Regions from separate parts of the Scylla paramamosain genome. Here region 1 is linked to region 2. The links are chromatin contacts, called in public Hi-C maps. All regions are on one chromosome and are shown on one strand. Each heading gives the region's core, a stretch centred on a gene start, on an enhancer-like site or on the middle of the called end of the contact. The rest is flanking DNA. Distances are from core to core; before and after follow the strand shown.

What was found. Hi-C and Micro-C count contacts between places; a contact is called where the count stands out from the background.
Region 1: a Hi-C map of testis shows a contact between it and region 2, with 5 times the contacts expected there. The contact joins two enhancer-like sites. A contact is called at or near these places in 2 of 2 Hi-C or Micro-C datasets (muscle and testis).

Annotation. Positions count from the first base shown.
Region 1 is chr18:22,130,612-22,137,920 of ASM3559412v1, reverse strand. The region is part of intron 4 of LOC135109284 (CCR4-NOT transcription complex subunit 6-like); the gene reads left to right. Among protein-coding and RNA genes, the nearest start is that of LOC135109284, 10 kb to the left of the region's middle. Within about 2 kb of position 1,265, the one cell type or tissue checked has an H3K27ac peak away from gene starts, as active enhancers do.
Region 2 is chr18:22,063,906-22,070,892 of ASM3559412v1, reverse strand. All of the region lies in intron 4 of LOC135109284 (CCR4-NOT transcription complex subunit 6-like), which reads left to right. Among protein-coding and RNA genes, the nearest start is that of LOC135109281, 18 kb to the right of the region's middle. Within about 2 kb of position 1,517, the one cell type or tissue checked has an H3K27ac peak away from gene starts, as active enhancers do.

The DNA.
Region 1 (7,309 bases), core at 16-2,515, 67 kb before region 2:
ATAGGATAGAACAGTAAAGGATGTGAGTCACAAAGGAAGTTGCATGGTCCAGAAACAACTGGAGTAGACTACTTTATACATGACACCAATCTCTGATTTTGGGGAAACAGCTAAAGGAGAAGAAAGTCATAAGGATTTTCTTGTCATATTCTTGCATTGTGACGTGAGCAAGGGTGGTTCTTGGTTCTATCTTTCCAAGGGCCCCTTGAGGGAAGTGTGGCAAGGAGATCAAAGCATGCGACATTGTAAAAGCCTGTTGTAAAAGCACAGTCATTTACATATGGTTTATCTCGTTGAGGATACTTGGAAAGGTGTGTGGCAAGGTCTTAGTGAGAAATAGACTGGATGTAGAGTAGAAAAGAGTTGTGTAAATTAGTTCTTTGATGTGTGGAGGCTTAATGAGAAAAATGGTAGTAAAAGAGTTGGTAAGAAAGTAGTGGTTGTTGATGGTTGTATGAGAAGGAGACTGGGTGTTTTAGGTAAGAGTGAGGCCACTGTGTGTGTGTGTGTGTGTGTGTGTGTGTGTGTGTGTGTGTGTGTGTGAGCAGGATGCAAATGTGTAGAAAGAGAAAAGTTTCCATATTTGGTGGCATATAAGATGCTCTTCCCCATAGAAAATGCTATCCCTGATGCTTAATACTGTAGGCTGCTTTTACCCTAGGTAGTCGGTACTGTCTTGTCTGATGCAGTGATGATGTTATTTGCCTGAACCAAGCTATTATTATAGTCTCAATCTTTTGTCTGCCAAGGAAAAAGTTTTCTCAGATTGATTTTAAGTCTTAAACTTTTTGTAATTTCATTCTTAAGTTTTATGATTTAACAGTTTATTATATCATGTCATAGATGCACTTTGTACCACTGCCAAGTCCTGGAAAAGTGTAACCAAGGATAGTTTATACACAGCTGGCATAAACTGTATGCATTAATGTTTTCTGCTATTTCTAAAATGCTTTTTTGCAATATTTTCTGGTGCAGTTCATGTTTCATAATATGCTGCTATAGTAAATCTATTCTGTACTGAACATTTAGGTGTGGCCCCCTTGGAGATTCGGCTTTCTGCTTCCCTGCCAAATCTACTTGTCCTGCACTGCACCTAGGATGATCTAAGAATACCCTCGCCTTTCCTAAAGGTTCTCGATTGGCCCCATGATGGCCGTGCCTAAATGCTCAGGACAGAATAGATTTACTATAACTTGCTTTAAACATGCTTGAATATACTAAAAACATTTCCTGAGTATGCCCTGCTGAAATGGGAGTATGTACACCTAATGTGCCTGTTTGTGTTTTATCTTACATACCATCAAATATGGTAGTTTGTTGGAAAATATGGTTGGTGGGACTGTGGATTTGCTTATATGAAAGCTCCATGGGAAGCAAGAAAAGCTGTGGAGTTCTGATGTCTGATGTGTGACACAAGAAAGCCTAATTGATGGATGACGCATAAGTGTGCCAGTGGACTGATATGTGTAAAAGGGATTAGTGCCTTAAAAATGGAAATTGTTTTGAACATGATTTGGTATCACTTGCTAAGCTACTTCTGTTGTTGTGTTCCTCGACTCACACACAACCAGCATCATGCATTCACAGTTTTTGACCCCCGTACATGCCACAGGAGGGTGACCAAGTGTTATTGAAGGAATGCAAGACATAAAAGATGATGCTAATGTCAGTGGAACATTCATTAACAGTGTAGCAGGGGTAGTGCTGTGTGCATCAGCTGTGGCCACAGCCATAGCCAGTCAAGCAGATTCACACATTGGCCTGTGTCACTGCAGCCAGGGAGTTGGTATATTGCCCTCCTATCTTGACCCATGGAAGAACAGTGGTGCTTAAAATTTGGATTAATACCTATGTCAAGAATAATTATTAACTTTTGATTTTGGTTTTATGATTCCTGGTCAAATATTAAAGAGTTGTAATAATGGAAAAAAGAACAGTTTTCTTTAAATATCTCTATCCTGAGAGAATGTTTTTTTTTATCAAATGCCTGCCACTTGGGAATTGCTTGTTGTTAAGATGTCTTTAGTTTTGTTGTGCTCCTTAATCTTTGATTTCTCTTATGTATTCATGTTAAGCCATCATTATTCTCTGTTACTATTTTAGCACTCTTGAGTGTTGTTCCAGAACCTCACAAGATTCAAGGTTTCTCATTCATGGAGTTGGTAAAATGTACTGATTGTATCCTTCTCAAAATAGGAGAAGATTATTTTACAAATTGCTTTTTTTTGTATTCCAAAGCACTATCTCATTACTATTGTTCTTTTGATATTGATTGCTGTGGTTTAGGTGTGAGTTGTGATAAAAGAACAATATCTCAACTCTGGTTGTGTGGCTGCAGATCAGTATGTGTGTCTGATCAATTATGACTATGGCTAGAGCTGACTGATGTGCAGCTATATTTGCCTCATGCCATTAATTGATGCTGCCCAGTCTGTCCTTCGAATATGATGCTTGGCTCTTTTTAGAGAGTGCTTCTTGTCAGCCTTTTTTGACTGGGTGTGAACCTCTTAGGGGATGGCCTTCATTTACCCAAGCATCAAAAAACCAGTTGAAGACGCTCCATCTGTGATGCTGACGTGTGGACTGGGCAGAGAAGTAGCCATAGGGATTGGCTTTGCAAGTGTTGCCAAATCATGCTTAAAATTCCTGAGTATTTCTGTTTTATATAAGACAGAAATCTCTTTCACATATGTATGGATTATCCTTTGCTCTATTGACATGTAGATTGCTGCTTCACTGATCATTTAGGGATTGATAAAGATTATAAACGATTAAAACTAATCACTGATTGAACAGGGTAGTTTTTGTTTTGTGGAAGCTTCATTACAAGTAGTCGAAGTGATGATTGTCAGAGTTAGACATATTATGATCATTTACCTGAATGTTGCCAGTACTCTCTTCTAGAACTTCTGGCTAATAATAGGCATGAAAGAGAGCAAAGAGTGAAAATTCTACAGCATCTGGTTATTAGATGGGTTGACTGTACAATGGGAAGGTTGACCTTGCCAAGCCCCAGGGTTCTTGTCTCCACTTGTTGATGTTAAGTTGTAGGGGATTGTAGGAAGATTAGAAGGGGAAGTGCAAGGAAGTGAATGGGAATGTTTGTGAAAGGTGGAGGAGAAAATGTGAGGAATTTAAAATAAACAAAAAAAAATACCAAAAAAATAAGCTTGCAAGATGTGAATGGCAGGGCACTAACATGATCACCTTGGGAGGGCTGGTATAACGCCTGCTTGCCGGAGTGAGTGGTAGGGGCGTAGGTCACCAGGTGCTACACCACTGCTAAAGTAAGAGTGAAATTTAGGTTTACCAAGTAGAATTCAATCCACAAACACTGATAATGCCATTGGGCAGAACTTGCTGGTGACTGGCTGATGGAGTACATGCTTATGGTTGAAATAAAGGCTGTGTATAGGTGAGAGAGAGAGAGAGAGAGAGAGAGAGAGAGAGAGAGAGAGAGAGAGAGAGAGAGAGAGAGAGAGAGAGAGAGAGAAGAAAGAATGTACTTAAGTGAAGTTAGAAGAAAAAATAAATTAAGACTTACAAGAAACAATTCTGCAGAGAGAGAGAGAGAGAGAGAGAGCATTATATAAAAAATAAGGAAAGAGAACGTGCTTAGATGATATTAGAAGAAAAAGATAAATTAAGACATAAGAAACAATTCCTCAGAGAGAGAGAGAGAGAGAGAGAATTATGAACATTATATGAAAAAAAATGAGAGAACGTGCTTAAATAAAATTAGAAGAAAAAAATAGATTAAGACTTACAAGAAACAACTCCTCAGAGAGAGAGAGAGAGAGAGAGAGAGAGAGAGAGAGAGAGAGAGAATACATCGCGTTAATAAAAAAATGAATAAAAAAAAGTAGTGTGCAACAAAGGGACAGACGAAGGAAGCAGTAATGTGGCACCAGGGATAGAGTTACATAATTATGAGCTGCAGACAAAGCCGCAGGGGACAACTCCACATCGGCATCCCATATGGGGCTTCCCTAGAGAGTTGTGAGGCAGACGTGGTAATAATGATACTGAGAACAAGGGGTGGGGGAGGGGAATAATAAGGATAATTCAATGTGACCCCTTGTAATTGGCTCATCTTTTGAAATGCAGGAGATTAGGTTTTAGACTTTATTGGCCCATATTTTGACACACTGCGCCGCACCTTCACTACGTTCAAAAGGCTCTAGTGGAAGTTAAACGGGTTTCTAAGTGTGTTTTTATGGTTCCAGTGACAGATTAACAAGATTTCTACAGTATCAACAGGAGAGACTCTTGGGAACCCTGCTGATTACCTCTGTGGCCTTTGAAAATAGTCATGGTGAGTGAGCAAAGATTTTCTGAATACAGATCTATATACGAAGCCAACAATCTCACACGGGATGGCCTAAACAAAACACCTCACTCGTACACATCATTCACACTCTTAGCCCCCCGTCGGTCTCTGGTGGAAAGATTTAACAGACACCAAAAACACCACAAAATATACATGATGATTACAGCGCAGGTTATGCTCCGTTTAAAAGTCACAAGATCAATATTCACAGTAATGGGTGGATCTGTAACACCGAAAATAATTATATCACAACAAAAGCGCTCTAACTATACATGATTACTGTACACTTGTATAAGCGATGTGGGTAATTTCATAGATGCCAGAACGTAATTTCTGAAATATGTAGTGGAGGTTACTGTAAGAAGTCTCGCCATATAATTAATGATAATATATATATATATATATATATATATATATATATATATATATATATATATATATATATATATATATATATATATATATATATATATATATATATATATATATATATATATATATATATATATATATATATATATCAAGTTGTGTTCTGTAATAATGAAAAGAATAATAAAAATAATGATTGTAAAGATCACCAATGAGAGTAACAATTAAAATATGCAAAGTTACGGTGATAAACAAGAAGACGCGTGACAGCGACAACTGAACCTTTACTTGGGATGGAAGGGAAAAAAATAAGAATTGTAAAAGGAATTGTACACTATTGCGCTTATACTGCAAGAGGGTAAAAGGAAGCCATTAAATTTGATAGAGATCACTGCAAAACTGACTCCAGCAAGGGAAGTGTTGCTATCAGTGAAATATAGTATTCATGTTAGGTGCAAAAATTTTTCTCTCTCTTTCTCTCTCTCTCTCTCCCTCCCTCTCTCTGTTGGTCATGTCATGAATCGTTTGATGTGTACCGCACCGCACCCACAGTTTCGTTGTATGTGTGAGCTGTGAGCGTAGCGAAGTAGTTTCAGTGCCTGGTGCAGCGGGACGTGTGTGTGTGTGTGTGTGAGTGAGAGAGTGGGCGCGGGAAGACAAGCGGGCCATGCTACGCCCCCGACTGCTGTTTGGCGCAGCAAGGTGAGGTGCCACCAAGGGGTTAAAAGTTTCTCTTTGTTTTACGGAACTGGTGGTGTTTCTTGCCGTGGTGCAGCGACGTCGACGCGATCCGTGGTACTTTCCTGACGACTCTATAGAAAGTCGCGTTACAAGCGTGTCCATGTCACTGCGAGTGTTGCCAGAATGATCAAAAAGTGAGTTAGTAGATACGGATATCCTTGTAAATATAGGTGAAGATTCAGCAATACATAATGTGAATGTGTGCTGCCAGAGTGTGTATATGATCGCATTACTAGTTGAGCGGAGGAGGTGGCGGCGTGTGGCAGTTGAGCATGGCCGAGTTTAGTGTATGGTGAAAGAGGAAGTGCGGGGCTGCGGGACTGGGCCTCGCCGCGCAGCCAGAGCCAGTCTGAGCCACCGTCGTTCAGTGTGCCTTGAGCAGCAGGTGGTGAGCGGTGTTGCTCTTTCCGTCCAATCGCTTAGTCTGCACGTGACTTGTTTCCCACAGTGCAACTGATGATGCTTAGAGCCTTTGTGTAGTGTTGTTAGCAGCGGCGGGGGGAGGCTGCCAGCACGCACTGTGCCCAGCATGTCGTGATCATTGAAACACGGCGCTACTTATTGTGATATTGAAGGATCTCAGGGGAGCAGCGGCATCATGCACGACGTAGACAGGTACCGCGGCTCGTGCCTCATTGTTTCTAAGCCTCGGGGGGGTCGCAGCCACCCCCGGGGACGACCTTCGCCTCAGGACTCAAGTCAGGAGTCGCCGCTGGAGTCGTCCGCGGGGTACATGCTGGAGGGCGGCTCTGCTCTGGCGGGGATGCCACTGTTTTCGTTCTTGCCACGTCGCGGATCCATGCGAGGCCCTCACCAGGGTCGCCCTCAGCACCACCTCCACCACTCCAGTCCGCCACATTTCCACCGCCACACACACCCGCAGCAGCAGCAGCACCAACAACATCAGCAGCAGCATCAGCATCAACAACAACAACAACAACAACAACAACAACAACAACAACAACAAAGGGGACAGCGGAACCAAGGGTTTGGAAAGCCCGGTGAATTTGTTCATGCCCCGGACAGCAGTGGCACTCCTGAAAACGGAGATGAGTTAGAGCGGCTGCCTCTCGCCCGCCTGGCCCTCCACACGCAAGGCGCCCCTCTCATCCTGGCTAGCAGAGGCCCTCAGCGGTCTCCGCGAAACTCAGAGATGGAGGGTTCCCCTGCTGCCGCCAGCGATGCTGTGTCCGTCACTTCCGACGAGGGCAGCACGGGCCATGCCGAGAACTGCCTGCCCCGCATCATCAAACCTCGGAAGCGCCGGAAGAAAGATCGCAAACCCGTCGCCGGCTCGCCTCCACCCATGGCGACTGAAGGTGACGGGGGCGGTACCATAGTGACGCTGAAGCCGTACCTCCCCATGTGCTATAACTACCACTCCAAAACTGGCGCCGGCTGTGAGGGGTCCCGGACCTGTGGCTGTGGTGCTTGTGTTCAGTCCCATGTGTTTCCCACACCTCCCCCCTCCCCGGCCTCTTCCTCCTCCTCTGTCCCAAGCAGTCTGTCATCAGCATCGTCTTCATGTTCTTCCTCTGAAGACGAACCTATGCTTGGATGGACGGGGGGACACGGCCCGGGGCCGGGACCGGGGCCAGGGTCGGGGCCTAGAGTGGGGCCAGAAGGACGGAGTCAGCTGGTGCGCTCTCTAAGTGAACCACAGTCCGCCTCAACCCTGCACATCTCTTCTACTGTCACTCACTCCTTCGCGGGTCACCGCGACCTGGATATTCGCATTGGAAGTGGTGCACAGCGGGAGGCGGCCGCTGCCCGCACGCGTCACTGGTCACTGTCCGCCCCGTCCGCCCCGTCTATAGTGCCCCGTCCCGCCCGTTTCGATGATCGCATCACGTCTTCCCATCGAAATTC
Region 2 (6,987 bases), core at 268-2,767:
GACGAAAATATCCCTTGGCCTTCTGCGTAAATGAACAAGCGCGAGAGGAGATGCGCACGGGGAACCTTTCACGCAAACACACACAAACACACACCGGCACCAGACTCCTTAGATAGCGGAAGTCAAATTGCGTTCTGAGTTACGTTTCCTGCAGCAATTTAGACAGACCGCTGCACTTGGCGTCGTAAATCCTCGGCCTTTGAGATTGGCAGGGTTGGTTGGCCTTGTAAAGTGTTGACGCTGGTCTCATTTCACAGAGTTATTGCATTCACTCCCCCGCGCGTTAGTCATGCATGTGCAGCCACCACTTCAAGGATATTGATGTAAATGCGCTATTGATGACACACTGTACTAACACTGCTACCTGGCCATTATCTGTTATTATCTTGTATAGGGACACCTGGTAACCTACTTGTAATTCGCTTCCCTGCACGCCGCATTATTTGGACATGTAAATATGGAGTTGGTAGTTGTGAATATTTTATTTTTCTCTGCTTTTGAGTGAGAGGATGTGTGCAGAAAGGTAGGTAGGTAGGTTAGGTAGATGTATAGATAGATACTCGTTGACAAACAGACTGACAGAAGCATACAGGAAGACAAATATATAGATAGGCAGGTATATACATAGATGGATTCAGATTTAGATATAGATAAGTGGAAAAAAATATATATATAGAAAGAAAGAAATCACCAACACTTGTAGATGTTTCCTTTACGCAACATCTTGCTCAACAACATCAACAACAACAACAACATTACAACAACGACTAGTGTGACAGCCCATCCTGCAGTGCCCTTGAAACATTTGTTTTCAACCATCAGTCCACTCCGTTACGATACAACCAACACAGTGATAAGAGGCGTGTTGGCGGCGGCGATGCAGGTCACGGCCTTCCTTGCACGTTGTGTGAGAGTAAGGCACGGATTCTGAAACGCTTTGCTTTCCTACTACGATCATTTTCAAACACAGAGATGTTAACCGGGTTCTCATGACTGTTTCTCTTGTTGATGAAGTTGAAATCTTGATAACCTGTCAGTAGAACCGTATAAATACCCTTAAAATCCCTTATAACTTCAAGTACTAGATGCTATTGAAATTAGTTGAGGTGCTGCGCAGAAGTGTTTAAGAATTTGGTCCCCAGCGTGAGACCAACCAGCTTGATAGAGTTGCCTTCAAGCCGAGGTTCTTTCCCAGGCCACGCTGCTCTAACCTTCCCACAGAAAGTCTTAGGACCATATTCTGTAACACTTCTGCGTCGCACCCCCACTACTTTCAAAAGGCTGTGGTGCAAGTGACGCGGATTTTTAAGGTTATTCTTATGGTTCTTGTGACAGATTAACAAGATTTCTACATTATTAACAGGAAAAAGTCTTGAGAACCCGGCCAATCATCTCTGTGGGGTTTGAAAATGGTCGTGATGAGAGAGCAAAGCGTTTCAGAATAAGGTACCGAGTGTGAGACCGACCAGCATGGCAGAGTTACCTTCAAATCGAGGTTTTTTCCCACACCCTGCCACTCTAACCTTCCCACAGGCCTCAGTGTTATCAGCTGGGTATTATAGGCAGCGTGGCCGGTCCGCGCCAAGACTCGCAGCTCCTCTCAGCGTTACTCTGCTTCACGCCAGACTCCTTCCTGTCTAGCCATCCTCTTAGCCGGGTATTCCCAGCCACATGCCTCAGATTGCCTCCCTCCACAGCTTGTCTCCCATGCCTGACCTCCTTACCCAGATGCTACATTTTAGGGATGTTTCTTGCTTCCTCGGTGTTTGGTAATCAGCTTAATTGTTGTTGAGTGTAGTGTCTCTCTCTCTCTCTCTCTCTCTCTCTCTCTCTCTCTCTCTCTCTCTCTCTCTCTCTCTCTCTCTCTCTCTCTCTCTCTCTCTCTCTCTCTCTCTCTCTCTCTCTCTCTATGGGTGTGTGCGTGCGCTTGCATGCGTATTCTCGTGTTCTCTCAAGTTCAGATCCTGTTAAATCTTGCACACACACACACACACACACACACACACACACACACACACACAGTACTCTCTCCAGGGATGGGAACAGCTCGACCGTGGGTTTCCTAAAAGGCCGAACAAAGAGCGGCTTCGTTCTCCCAGAGTCTCCTACCTTTGTTATCATATGGTGGCCTTGGGTGCGCAGCGCGGCACGGGATGGATATGGCGGGTGCCAGCCTGGCGCGCGGGATGCCTGGTGCGCGGGTGTTGCTGACAAAGATTGGAGAGGAAGTGTGTCAGTTGGTGCGTAAGTCGGTCTGCATGTCAAGGCCACGATAATGTTATTTACCAAACGAAACACGCGCTCTCTCACCTGTCCTTATATCAGTTGTAGCAGAGATACCTCAGATGGTGCGTGGAGCCGCCCCCGCCACCAGCTCTGGCAACGCTAACAGCCAAAAGTGCCCCTCTATCGTGTAACGCCAGTGTTCCCGAAGTTGTTATGAAACTGTGCTGGACGGCTGTTCCTGTGCTGGTGTGTGGCGCTGTGATACTTGACTTTTCTATTGATGTCCACAAAGTGTTCATTCAAGAGTGTTGCTGATATCGCCAGCATGTTTAGCGCATACGGGTACCCTGTATTGGTGCCGCACACACAAGGCCCCTACCCACATTGCTGGACGCTTCCGCCATACTTTCCCTGCATGTCCCTGGGCTATCTCACAGGTGAGAACAACATTACCTTGGTGCTCCCATGAAACACTCAGGCACTCAACATAAGCTTGAAATACTCCATGTTGTTTTCTCAGCGTCTGTTTTTGAGTAAGAATTGAAGTCTTGTTTCTTTGCCCGAATATCTTATCAAAGTCATCATGAGGTGTGCGGTGGTCGTTTCATATCGTTAGAAAAAATGCATCATTGTTCCCTCGTGAATTTATCTTCAGGTGTATTATCAAGTGTGTAATGAGAAGAGGAAAACACAATCCCTGAGTGGTATTGAGTGTTGTTATCCTTTTAAGTCTTTCAGTACAATTGTCATTGTTGTGTTTATTCTTAAGCGCCAATTAGACATGGAAGCGAAAGAAGTCCAAGTGTATTGAAGGTTAGCTGATTGAAAACCTTTATTGGCTTTTTTTTTTTTTTTTTCCTTTTGAAACGAGAATTGGTCAGGGTCACTATTTGCTCTTTATAAGAAGATTGAAACACACACACACACACACACACACACACACACACTCGAAAAGAAAAAGAAAAAAAAAATTTGACTTTTGCCCTCTGCTCCACTCCATCAGAAAGAACAGACTACTTCTAACAAAGTCACGGTAAGTTAACGTAGTTCCCGAGGCGCCTTGACTGCTCCCCCCACGTCAAGGGGTTCAAGTGGCAGGAATGCGGGAAACAATAAGGCAGTGTAGTTCCAGAGTTGAGACCAGAAAGGAAGAAGTGAAGGAACGCAGCAAGAGGCGGAAGTGCAGATGCTGGAGGGAGGGAAAAACCTCAGTCTGTTATTAAAGGTCAGGGAGGGAGTAGTTCTGATGTGTGGAAACGAAGAGGGAGGAGAGGAAGATGAAATAATTATTGCTGTGAGGCGGAAGGTGAAAGGTTAAGAGGGAAGACTTAGCAGTGGGTGGAGAGGTGAGGATAAAAGAAAGAATAGGAAGTAGCAGCATTTGTTGATGGAAAGTCGGTAATGATGGATGAAGGTGGATAAGGAAACGTTTCTGTGGATGGAGAGATGATGATGAAAGAAAAAATAATAATAAAATGAAACGAAAAAATGTAGGAATGGATGGAAAGATGATGCGAAAAGGCTGATTAGTTGATTGATTGACTGATTGAATGAATGATTGAATACTACTGAAGAAACGTCGGGTTATTGTTGTTGTTCCTATTATTGTTGTTGTTGTTGTTGTTGCTGCTTTTATTATCATTATTCCAGACCATGAACTAATAATGTTCTCTTATTTATTTACAGGTAAGGATCTCGAGAGGAAGTTGAGACGTATATTGTTAACTGGCGAAACCGTGAGTTGGATTCACCACCGCCACCACCACCACCACCACCACCTTCAGTCATGTATCCCTAACTAACACCATCCACTCCATCTTATTAATTATCTCAGCTTAGTATGGATAACTGGGCAACAATATCTTCTCCATTAACAACAGTAATCACCCTCGGCTGTTAATCATAGTTTGGTTTTATCCATCATTTGATTTCCTTTGTTACAGTAATGAGCTCAGAAATAGTGCGAGATAAGTAGATTACACTTATCTTTGCATTGTTATTTGTTACTGATATTAATATTATTGCATGTTTAAAAGGAGGTTGGCTGCAGACTTCTGACACACACACACACACACACACACACACTTTAATTGCAGTTCCCTAATAAGTGAATAGAGAAAGGGTTCCAATCACTTACCTCACTTTATTTATGGACGTGTCTATATAGTCCTAAAATAGTTTATTGGGAGGTAGAAAAACATAATGAGAGAGAGAGAGAGAGAGAGAGAGAGAGAGAGAGAGAGAGAGAGAGAGAGAGAGAGAGAGAGAGAGAGAGAGAGAGAGAGAGAGAGTTCCAGTATTTGTTTGGCTTATGGCTTCGTTAATAAAATCGCACGTATTAAGCAGATCTTGAAATACTTGCTTCTTTTGTTCCACTTCTCAACCAGGAAACGCCTTGCATCCCCGTTCCATTTAAGTCCAGATTCTCAAACGTTTCGACGCCTTTTCTGGATAACTCGACGCCCCCACCGGTGGAAATTACTGTAAATGTTCAAGGGTGTTTTGAAGATTCTAGCGATAGTTAAGCAGAATCGGTATCATGGCCGAAGTGGAAGTTATTGTAAATTTTCTAGGATGGTCTCATGATTTTAGCGATAGTCTAGTAAAAAATCTGCATTATTTAGTAAACTCATTAAACGCCGACTAATCAACCCAGCTGCCTGTGAAAATAGTCCCTTTAAATCCCCAAAGCGTTTCAAAACCCTTAGCGTCGGTGAGCCAGCTTCTTTCTTCTGATGGGGAAGGAAAGAGGAAAAGGCTGAAGTAAACGGTGTTACCCAAGAAATTAATTAGTGTACTTCACGTTGAGCCACCGCTAGAGGGTCCTGAGGGGTTGGAGAAAGCCTCGCCCGCACTCACCATCTCCCTCTCGTTATTTCCGGGGCACCCTAACACGGTTTACTGTCACTTGGTACTACGGATGGTAAATATTCAGGATCCGCACACACCAATATAACGTTCACCAATCCATTCACCATTTACTCATCAACATCCACCCATCCATTCACCCACAGTCATAACTCCCTCCATATATCCACCGACTCACTCACCCACCCACCCACCTCTGTCTACGTAACATCTAAGCTGGTCTTTGTCACTAGCCACGTTAAAACAGGGTCGACCCAGTCTTACCAGTCTCGCGGATTTGTGACATGTTATGATCAAAATGTACTATTTTTCCTCCCTATGACACGTTTCATTGCTAAGACTCGCTAGGACCGCTTCGTGAATACGGTCCCAGGAGTGAATGGTGAACGGAAATAAAATGAAAATAATAAGATAAACGTGTGTGTGTGTGTGTGTGTGTGTGTGTGTGTGTGTGTTGCCATCTTTCATCAGGCAGGTGGTGATGGGTAAGTCAGTGGCTGTGTATTTAGGGATGTGTTGATGGGTAGATGCATTGATGGGTGGATCGAAGGCTGAGTGAGTGGATGATCGGATAGATGGGTGGATGGATGAATGGGTTGCAGGTAGGTGTATGGGTAGATGGGTGAATGGAAGGGTCATTGGGTTAGTAGGTGGATGAGAGGGTGAATGGTTGTGTGGATAGGTGGGTGGGTGGTTGGATGAATGGGTGAATGGATAGGTAGATGAATGGTTGGAGCGATGGGAGTCAGCGGTTGGATAGACGGTCAAGTGGATTATGGGGGTGGTTGAGTGTATGGGTGGCTGTGGTTAAGTAGTGTCTGGATTATGTTAGTGTGTGCGGATCCACGTGCTGTCTACACGAAGCCTGTAGTCGACGTCTGTGTGTAGAGACATTGTAAGGACCAAGTGGTTTGTGTACCAAGCGTTTTGAGTATCAGTCCTGAGGCCGACCTGTCTTGATCATCTGACCTGAGGCCTACATGACACGAGTACCATCCACCTCAGTACCAAGTGACTAGCTCCTCTCTAACGCAGTGGATCCGTCTTTGCCTGGCGGTTCAAGTGAGTCACTCGTGCCGTCGTCTGGCAGCGTGGTGGGGGCCTGTTGAGTGGTGTGGTGGTAGTGGGAGTGAGGCGTGGGGGGTGGGGGGGCGTGCGTCAGTGAGAGGGAGAGAGACCGTTACCCAGGCACACTCCTCGCCGACTTCTTTCCATCTCGTTCCACTAATCAGCCTTGATGTTTCAACTTTCATGCATCCGTTTTCTTTTTTCCGGCTCTAGTGTTTGCCCTCATTGGTTGATTCTCCGTGTTATTATGGGTTAAATGGTAACAGTAATGGCTTTTAGTGTTGATGATTAAGGAGGTGCAGTATTCACGGTAACTTATTCAGGGAGAAGTGTGTTACGGGAACGACTCACGCGTCACGACGTCACACAAGACTTCATCAACACTTCGTTGACATGATTTCCATTAATGTATGTGCGCGTCACGTCGGTCGATTTTTTTTTATTTTTCCCGTCCTCGTTCAGGTTGATACACACGGATAGATGACCTAGTTTTCCCCTTAGAAAACTGTTATAAGTGTCACCGCCATGAAAGTACAGTAACTGGGAAAAGTGAATAACGTTACAAGATCAGAGATAGATTTCTCTTATCTGTCCAATTTATCTATCAACCTGCCCATTTGTCTATTATGCATCACAAATAATGTTATGTACTGGAAAAGTTTATATTGTCACTAGAAAAATGACTTGGTAAATATGATACAATATGAAATCATATTTCACGAAGAATAAGCACATGTTTGATCTTATATTTCATTGGGAAGTTATCACATATACATTTAGAGATAGAAATTTATATTATCAGTATAAAAATGGCCGGAAAAAACA